Linked DNA regions of Mus musculus: region 1 is linked to region 2. A link is a contact called in public HiChIP or PLAC-seq data. All regions are on one chromosome and are shown on one strand. Each heading gives the region's core, a stretch centred on a gene start, on an enhancer-like site or on the middle of the called end of the contact. The rest is flanking DNA. Distances are from core to core; before and after follow the strand shown.

Region 1 (4,212 bases), core at 1,432-3,931, 39 kb after region 2:
TTGGCTTTCAGTTAGGTTCCTTCCTACTATACTGAGCTTTGGGACCGGAAAAGTAGACTTCATCTCGGAACACCTGTATCCACTGAAATGTTTTTAAAATCACTAGTATCCTTCCTTGAAAGAATGGACATAGGGGATGATCTTCAAGGGGACAAGGACTTGAATAGGTACCTATCCAAAGATGTATAAATGACCAGCACCAGTGTGAAGACATGCTAAGTACCATGAGTTATCAGGGAAAGGGAAATCAAACACAGACTGAGGCCTGACTTTATGCTTAGTGGGATGACTAAAATTAAACATGGAGAAAACAAGTATTAAAAAAGGCCATCGAGGGAAGGGGACCCTCATGCAATTGCTGCAGGGCTGTAACTGTAGAAAATGTTTTGTTTCACAGGAAGTTAAAGACTAACCTCACAATACCATGAGAAGTGGAAAAAGGGACCCAAACAGAAACCTATACACCATGTTGATTGCAGTCAACAAAATAGCACAACACTTGGAGGATGTCTACAAAGGGGTTTTCAGCTCTGAAATGAATGGATCCTGAAAACATTAAGTTAGGCAAAATAAGTCAGACATGAATAGACAAATACTGCCTGAGTACACTGACATGAAGTATTTAGAATAGGCAAACTCACAGAGACAGAAAGTAGGTAAGAGTTAACCAGGGGCTGAAGGGAGGGAGAGGGGGAAAGTATTGCCTAACCCTAATGGGAGCAGAATTTCTATTTGGGGTCATGAAAAACATTTAAAAATAAATAGTAACAATGATTACACAATATTGTGTTTGTAATTAATGCCCCTGAGTTGTACATTTAAAAATTGTTGAAACAGCCACTGTGACAGCTGATGCCTGCAATCCTGTCTTGGGAAGTCGAGGTGGAAGGGCCATGAGTTCCCAATTAGCCTGGGATACATAGTGAAGCTCCACCTCAAAAAATATTTAAAATAAAAATGTCATTGCTTAATAAATAAACAGAATAAACTGGCTAAGATGAAATTACGTTTGCCACAATTAAAGAATCTTTAATGCAAGTGGGATAGAAAGGGAAGGAGAAATAATGAGACGAGAAGGGTTAAGTGTGGAGAGAAATGGGAGGCCAGGGTAGAGGAGTGAGTGTGGGGAAGAGTGTGTGTATGTGTGTGTGTGTGTGTGTGTGTGTGTGGGCGGGGGGGGGGGTAATAGCTAACAGACATTGTGACCATGGAAACTCTTATAAGGGAAAACATTTAATTGGGACTGACTTACAGTTCAGAGGTTTTGTCTGTAGGAAACATGATGGCATGCAGGCAGATATGCTGCTGAAGAGGCAGCTGAGAGCTCTACATCTGGATTGGCAGCAGGAAAAGAGTGTGATTCTGGGGCTGGCTTGAGCATTTGAAACCTTAGAGCCCACCCCCAGTGACTTACTTCCTCCAACCAAGCCACACCTATTCCAACAAGGTCATACTTCCTAATAGTGCCACTCTCTGTGAGCCAAGGGAGCAGTTTTTACTCTTATTCAGTTTATTCAGTCCTGCAGGAACACAATAGATTAACTTGCAAAGACAATGGCTATAAGCAGGCCCAAACCAGGTTTTTTTTTTTTTTTTTACATGCCTTTTTGTGTGGGCTGTGAATTGAAGGTACTGGTCACTTTTACAATGGGTCTTCCTGTTTGTAGTGGTTTGAATGAGAATGGCCCCCAAAGGCTGTTGTATTTGAATGCTTAGTCACCAGGGAGTGGAATTGTCTGAGAAGAATTAGAAAGATTAGGGGGAAGTGGGTCGCAGGGTAGGCTCAGAAGTTTCAAAAGCCTGTGATAGGCCCAGTATCTCTTTCTCTGCCTGCTTCCTGGGGATCAGGATGTAAAACTTTGAGTTACTTCTCCAGCATCTTGCCTTTTCCACCAAGACGTTCATGGGCTAGCCCTCTAGAACGGTTGGTGAGCAGGTCCTTAATCAAATGCTTCCTCTTACAGGTTGCTTTGGATTTAGTGTGTACTTAGCAATCTAAGTTTGTTTGTTTAGTTTTGTTTTCTGTGTAGCCTTTGGCTGTCCTGGAACTAACTCATTCTGTAGACCAGACTGACCTTGAACTCTGCCCCTGCCTCCCAAGGGCTGAGATCAAAGGCACGTATCACCACCATCAGGCTATGATACTGTTTAAAACAACCTATTCAAGAAAATTCCTGCCCAGAGGCTGATGTTTTAGTAGATTCCAGATGGTCAAACTGACAGCCAGGATTAACTACCACAAATCCCAAACACTTTCTGGTTGAATTTAAAGCCTGCTCTTCCAGAAGGAACTCAAGCCTGGCTCTACTTACCAGGACCAAAACCCTGTGGGTCATAGGGGTCATGGGCCCTTGGAAAGAACTGACTGCTATAATTTTAGTAGATGGACACGGTATTAAACCAACTTCTAGTGATTTATACTCACAGATTAGTACAGCTCTTCGCCCTCATCAGAGAAGTTTCTTTTGCCATAGATGGTGATTACCATAGACCCACAACTAGCCCAGGTGCAGAGAATAAGAGACTGTAGAATGCTTAGCTCTAAATGTGCATCATCTGGTTTTCTCCCCAAGTCCAGGGATCGCTACAGAAGAGGGGATAACAATATAAGAACCAGAGGTGGTGGGTGACTTAGTGGGAGACACTGTTTCCTTGATGAACTCAGTGGTTGAGACAGTGCATAAGATCTATGCAACACCAAGCCAGACAAGATCCCAGCATGGGGTAGGGAGGGGGTCATGAGGCCCCACCCCTAGCCAAGGAAAATAATTAGCAAAGGATGACTCCTGAGAGAGGGAGGATCAATTTTCTTTCTGGATGTGGCACAAAAGAAGATATTCATACTCCAGTAGATGGATCTAAACCCATGTACTTACAGGCAGCGTTAAATGGACTCAATAGGTTTAAAAAAAAAAAAAAACAAAAACAAACAAATAGCAAGACACCCAAGGTGGTGTACACCTTTGATCCCAGGACTCAAGAGGCAGAAGCAGGCAGATCTCTGTGAGTTCCGCACCAACCTCATCTACATAGTGAGTTCCAGGCACGCCCAGGCTACAGAGTGAGACCTTGTCTCAAAAAAACCAAAACAAGGTTAAAAACAAAAACAAGCAAATAAAGAGAAAAACAGAGCACCTGAGCTTGGGAGGGAAAAGTGGCACTGGGACAAGGGGGGAACTTTTGGAGGAGTATTGGGGTGGAGTTAATCCAAACATATCCTGTGCATGTTTGAAGTTCTCAAACAATAAAGTAGAGACCCACCCTGTAAAATTATTACAAGGCAAGCCAGGAGCACTGATTTATATTAAAATGGTTTAAAGAGTCAGCGCAGGGCTAGAGAGTTGTCTCAATGCTCTCTGCTCTTTCAGAGGATTCGGGCTCGATTCCCAGCATCCATAGGGTAGCTTACAGGGGAGCTAATGTCCCACCCCTCTGAGCTGTAACTGCACCAGGGGCACTTATGATGTACACAAGTAGCCAAAAGTGAAATTCCCAAACAAAAATAAAATAAAATAACAGATTGTGTTTTGGTGGACAGCAAACCCAAGCTCCTTCATACACTAAGCAAGCATTACCACGGAAATAGATCTCTGCCCTGGACTGATTTACCAGGGGTGATGTTATTGAATATACATATATATATATATACATACATACATATATATATATATATTTGGTTTTTCGAGACAGGGTTTCTCTGTGTAGCCCTGGCTGTCCTGGAACTCACTTTGTAGACCAGGCTGGCCTCGAACTCAGAAATCTGCCTGCCTCTCCCTCCCAAGTGCTAGGATTAAAGGCGTGCACCACCACGCCCGGTGAGTTTATATTTTTAATGATCAACCTTTATCTTTTAGTGATAGAGTCTGTGTACGTATTGAATGGTGAGCTCACTGAGATCCCACTTAAAACAATACAGTGGTAGAATGAGGCTGTCTATTGGTCACTATGGGAACTGGTTAAGGGCCATGGGAAGAGAAGTGCTATTTATCCTCTCTGCTTTGGTGTGTGTCAGAGATAGTTCATAATAAAAAGTGAGAGCGAGATAGAGCCCCACAGCTTTCTGTAAGAATAGCACGGTGTGGGTGGTACAAGAAGAGCCACCAGCTCTCCCCACCCCACCCCCATTCCACCCCAGCCTGGACGGGTAGAAAGAAGGATTCCTGAGAGACAGGAAAAAGAGCAAGAGCTGGGTACAAAGATGGGTGAAGGCGA
Region 2 (4,535 bases), core at 96-2,595:
GGCAAGCCTGGTGCAGAGTGAGTTTCAGGTGATCCAGAGATGTAAGCAAGATAACCTCTCAAAGCCAAAACCAAAACAAAACAAACAAAAACAAAAAACAAAAACAAAAAAACCCCACAAACAAAACAGACAACAACAAAGCCAGCTGAAACTGTTTCATTTGAGTTTTAAAGGTTAAGATTTACATACAAAATGAATTAGGCATTTCATGATGTCAAGGCCTGATTTCTATATATGAAGGTCTCTGTCTGTCTCTGTCTCTCTCTGCATGTCTCTTCTTTGTCACCTTTTCTTGCCCTCTAGTATCAAGCACCCCTTGGCTGGCCTTGAACTTTCTATGTAGCTGAGAGTGCCCTTGACCATCTGATCATCCACCTCTCAGGGCTGAGAGCTCAGGCATGTGCCATGCCTGGTTTATTTGATAGGGAATTATGCAAGCCAGGGTGTGTGTGTGTGTGTGTGTGTGTGTTGGTCCAGTGGTTAAGAGCACAAACTGCTCTTGGAGAGAACTCATTCAGTTCTCAGCATTTTTGTCAGGCAGCTTAAAACCACGTGTAAATCCAGCTCTGGAGAGAAATCAATGCCTCCTGGCTACCGTCTCAAACACTTGCATGAATGTACACATGTATACTCTCTTTCTCTCTTTCTCTCATACACATACATACAATTAAAAAAAACGCAAACAGAACAAAACAAACACACAAACAGAAACCTATGAAGGGAGGAGAGAGAAGCAAGGTGGTGCCTCCAGTCCTCGGGAGGTGGAGGCAGGACCAGAATCTGCCCAAGATCATTTGCAGCTATTTTGTGAGTTCAAGGCTAGTCTAATTTACATGGGACTGTAAACAAAACAAAAGAACACCGGAGAGAACTGGGAGGAACTAGAGGGGATGAAGAAGCAGATTAAAAAAAAAAAAAAAAAAAAAAAAAAAAAAAAAAAGGATTGGGTGAGAAGGAAGAAAACTTGATTCCTCTCAAAAGTCCCCGACAGGTATGAGGTGACTCGGGTTGTTCACTGATCTTCTCTGCTCTGGGCAGTTCCCTTAATAAACGAAAGCCTTTCCAGCAGCAGAGACGTGAGCTATTCTTCAACCCTCCACTAGGGACACTGCCCACGTACAGCCAGTTGAAACGTAGAAAATCTTAAACCCTGAAATGACTGCCTCCTACCTTTGTAGGCCAGGAACAACTTGCTGGGATAGCCATCTTGCCTGTAGATCTTTAGTAAGCTGCCTTCTAGCTTCTGGGCTGTGGGTACATCCCTGAACACAGAAAGACTGGTCATAGTTGAGCACGTGCGGTGCCAATAATTTCAGGCCTCTTTCTTCCAGAACCTTGGCAGCGCTGATGCACGAGGCTATGGGGCAGTGAGTTGTCAGAGCAACAGAACCTCAGGACTCCCAGTCTCCAGGGTAGCAATGTTCAGGACGTACAGGAACATTCCATGGCCCTGGAGGAAAAGTGCCCAGGGAGAGCAAGCAACAGGGAAGAGTAAACAAACACATGGGATTCCCAGGCACTTCCTCCCAACTCATTGCTGGCTATAGCTCCCGAGCAATTCACCTGAAATAACAAGTCAGTCTCTAGAAAGCAGGACAAAGCTGTCAGCCAGTGAGCTAGACAGGGCTGCCCCAACAGAAGCAAACACCCTACGGCACACAGCAGCGTCAATCAAGAGCTCAAGTCACACTCTGATGCAAGTGTTCTCTTTTTTTTTTCTTCCATTTTGTTTTCATTTTTTTTTTTTTTTTTTAGGGAGCAAACGCCGAGTTTATCAAGAAACAGTTTTTAATATACATTTAAGGTGGGTGTGAAGGGAGGGCAGGCAGCAGGGACTGCAGAGACGGGATTGGTCAATGTATTAGGACCAGGTGACCGTTTTAATATTCGGATTTAAATGGACCATTTGTATCATCCACTCCAAAGCTCAACGGGGAACAGCATAGAAGTTAGGGAAAGAATGTAAGAGCTAGAGGAAGGGACAGGGACAGTTGAGATGAGAGGACAGGCGTGACATGGTCATTGCGCTCTCAAACTCCCAACAACCGTAATTACCTGCACAAGATAGGACTTTATGCTGGTCTGTTTTTCGTCAAGTTGAGGAAAATGCTTGAGAAAAGGCCTCCATGAGGCCAGCCCGTAATTAGGTCTGTAAGCAGGGCTGTGTGGCATTGTCTTGATAATGATTGATGTGGGAGGGGGCAACCCACTTTTGGAGGTGCCGTTACTGGGCCAGTGGCCCTGGATTGTGTAAGAAAGCAGAACTTTGGGGCTGGCGAGGTGGCTCCGAGGGTAAGGCCACTGACTGCTCTTCTGAAGGTCCTGAGTTCAAATCCCAGTAACAAACATGGTGGCTCCCAACCATCCATAATGAGATCTGACGCCCTCTTCTGAGGTGTCTGAAGACAGCTACAGTGTACTTAGATATAGTAATAAATAAATCTTTGGGCCGGAGTGGGCAGAGGTACTGAGTTCAATTCCCAAAAACAACATGACGGCTCACAACCATCTGTACAGCTACAGTGTACTCATATACATAAAGTAAGTAAATAAATTAATCTTTAAAAGCAAGCAAGCTTTTTGTTTTCTTCAGTTCCTGCCTTCGGGTTTCTGCCTTGCTTGAGCTTCAGTGATGGACTGTGATCTGGATATGTGCCCCCAAAACCCCCTTTCCTCCCCAAGTTCCTTTTGCTCATGGTCTTTCTCACAGCAATAGGCCACTAGCCACATGGTGTTGGCATATAACTGTTATCTGCTGTTGGTGTTAGATGTCTGAGGCAAAGTAGAAAAACAGAAGGCAGATAGAGACCAGTCTTACTGGAGCAGGCAGGACTGTTTATCTCAAAATAGCAAGGGACAGACACTCTTCTGCAGGAAGGGGATACTTGGAGCTTATATGAGAAGTATGGGGAATGGAAAGTTAACTGCAAAATGCTGGGGCTGTGTGCCTGCCTGCAGTTTCTCCCTCTGCACTTATTTGTCCAGACAAAGCTGTTTTATCTTTAGAAAATGTCTTTCCCAATATCAGGATGCAGGTGATGGAGGGTACCTGCATTTGGCAATGGCAGTGAGGGGTAGGGGCTGGAGTTTCAATGTAGGGACAAGGGATTTCAGCAAGACTTAGGGGAATGGAAAATCACCTAACACCAACAGCTCCGTTCTCAAACCATCTGGAAGCCTGTTCTCTAGTATTTCTTTGGAAGCTGAATCTCCAGTGGCAGACACAGGTGCAGGTACAGGTGTAGGTGCAGGTGCAGGTGCAGGCACAGGTGTAGGTGCAGGTGTAGGTTCAGGTGCAGGCATAGGTACAGGCACAGGTGCAGGCACAGGCACAGGTGCAGGTGGAGATGCAGGAGGGAGAGGACATGGGAACATCCTGGCTCAGTGAATAAATGCTAGAGGGAGGTCTTCTTCCTATGGCCTTGGCAGGGCTACCTGGCACAGTAAATACTAATACAGGAACACCACTGTCACACTTATCTTAGTTGGTTATCTTAACCTTTGAAATATTTATGAGAATTCAGGAAACAAAGCCTTGCTTTCTCAGTGTTAGGACAGATGGTAAGCTTCAAAAAAATTTCTTTCCTAATCTTCCTTTCATTTTGCATTTTAAGACCAGATATTGCTGTGTTTCATGCTGTCAATTCTCCTGCCTCCACCTCACCAGTGCTGGTATGTACTGACACTCACCAGTGCTGGTATGTACTGACATGCCTGCTCTGGAGGGGAATTTTTGTCTAAACCAGAGCTTTTTTTATGTATATATAATTTTTATTTATGCTCAAATGGCCTCTTATTTACCACACTATGTATTTAGAACCTGTGTGAATATTAAAGGATAAACAAAAATCTGATAATTCGGGTGCCATCACCGTGGTACAGCAAAACAAAATGTTTCATTTCATATCAGAAGTCTGAGCATACTAATACCAATATATTAAAAATGTGGGTTGGATTGGGCGTAGTGGCCTAAGCCTGTGATTGGGTTAGAAGAGAATTTATCTCAAAAGAAATAAATTAGAGGGGCTGGAGAGGTGGCTCAGCGGGTAAGAGCACTGACTGCTCTTCCCAAGGTCCTGAGTTCAATTCTTAGCAACCACATGGTGGCTCACAGCCACCCGTGATGAGATCTGACGCCCTCTTCTGGTGCATCTGAAGACAGCTACGGGTGTACTTACATATAATAAATAAATAAATAAGAAATAAATTAGAAGTATAGGCCTGAGTATGTAGCTTAGTGATGGAGTCCTTGCCTAGCACGCATGAAGTTCAAATTCTAAGTACTGCGTGAACCAGGCACGATGGCAAACACATTATTCTAGCTCTCTGGAAGTGGAAGTAGAAGAATTTTAAAAGATTCTGGTCGTTCTCTGCTGCATAGACTTAGATGCTGTTTTTTTTTTGTTGTTGTTGTTGTTGTTTTATGTTTTGTTTTGTTTTTTGTTTTTCTAGACAGGGTTTCTCTGTGTAGTCCTGGCTGGCCTGGAACTCATTTTGTAGACCAGGCTGGCGTCGAACTCAGAAATCCGCCTGCC

Evidence for each region. HiChIP or PLAC-seq counts read pairs in DNA pulled down with a chosen protein or histone mark.
Region 1: an H3K27ac HiChIP or PLAC-seq map of embryonic stem cells shows a contact between it and region 2, with 15 read pairs. The contact joins the enhancer-like site here to the promoter of Got1l1 in region 2. A contact is called at or near these places in 6 of 39 promoter capture datasets (the 3T3-L1 cell line, 3T3-L1-derived adipocytes, embryonic stem cells and 2 more), 1 of 15 datasets of contacts at CTCF or cohesin (the G1E-ER4 cell line), 12 of 484 Hi-C or Micro-C datasets (B cells, the C2C12 cell line, ECoMG myeloid progenitors and 9 more), 10 of 115 datasets of contacts at active chromatin or transcription factors (CD8 T cells, craniofacial prominence, embryonic limb bud and 4 more) and 3 of 9 other capture datasets (adipose tissue, liver and pancreatic islet).

Annotation. Positions count from the first base shown.
Region 1 is chr8:27,238,935-27,243,146 of GRCm38.p6, forward strand. It overlaps Gm45470 (a long non-coding RNA gene), which reads left to right. Exons shown (of 3, transcript XR_001778544.2): 3 at 1-295. Among named protein-coding and RNA genes, the nearest start is that of Adrb3, 11 kb to the left of the region's middle. Within about 2 kb of position 2,682, at least 21 of the 459 cell types and tissues checked have an H3K27ac peak or open chromatin away from gene starts, as enhancers often do. A contact at or near this core is called in embryonic stem cells, extraembryonic endoderm stem cells, liver and 1 more, where this site is marked.
Region 2 is chr8:27,201,202-27,205,736 of GRCm38.p6, forward strand. Got1l1 (glutamic-oxaloacetic transaminase 1-like 1) reads right to left here and starts at 1,346. Exons shown (of 9, transcript NM_029674.1): 1 at 1,171-1,346. The coding sequence starts at 1,285.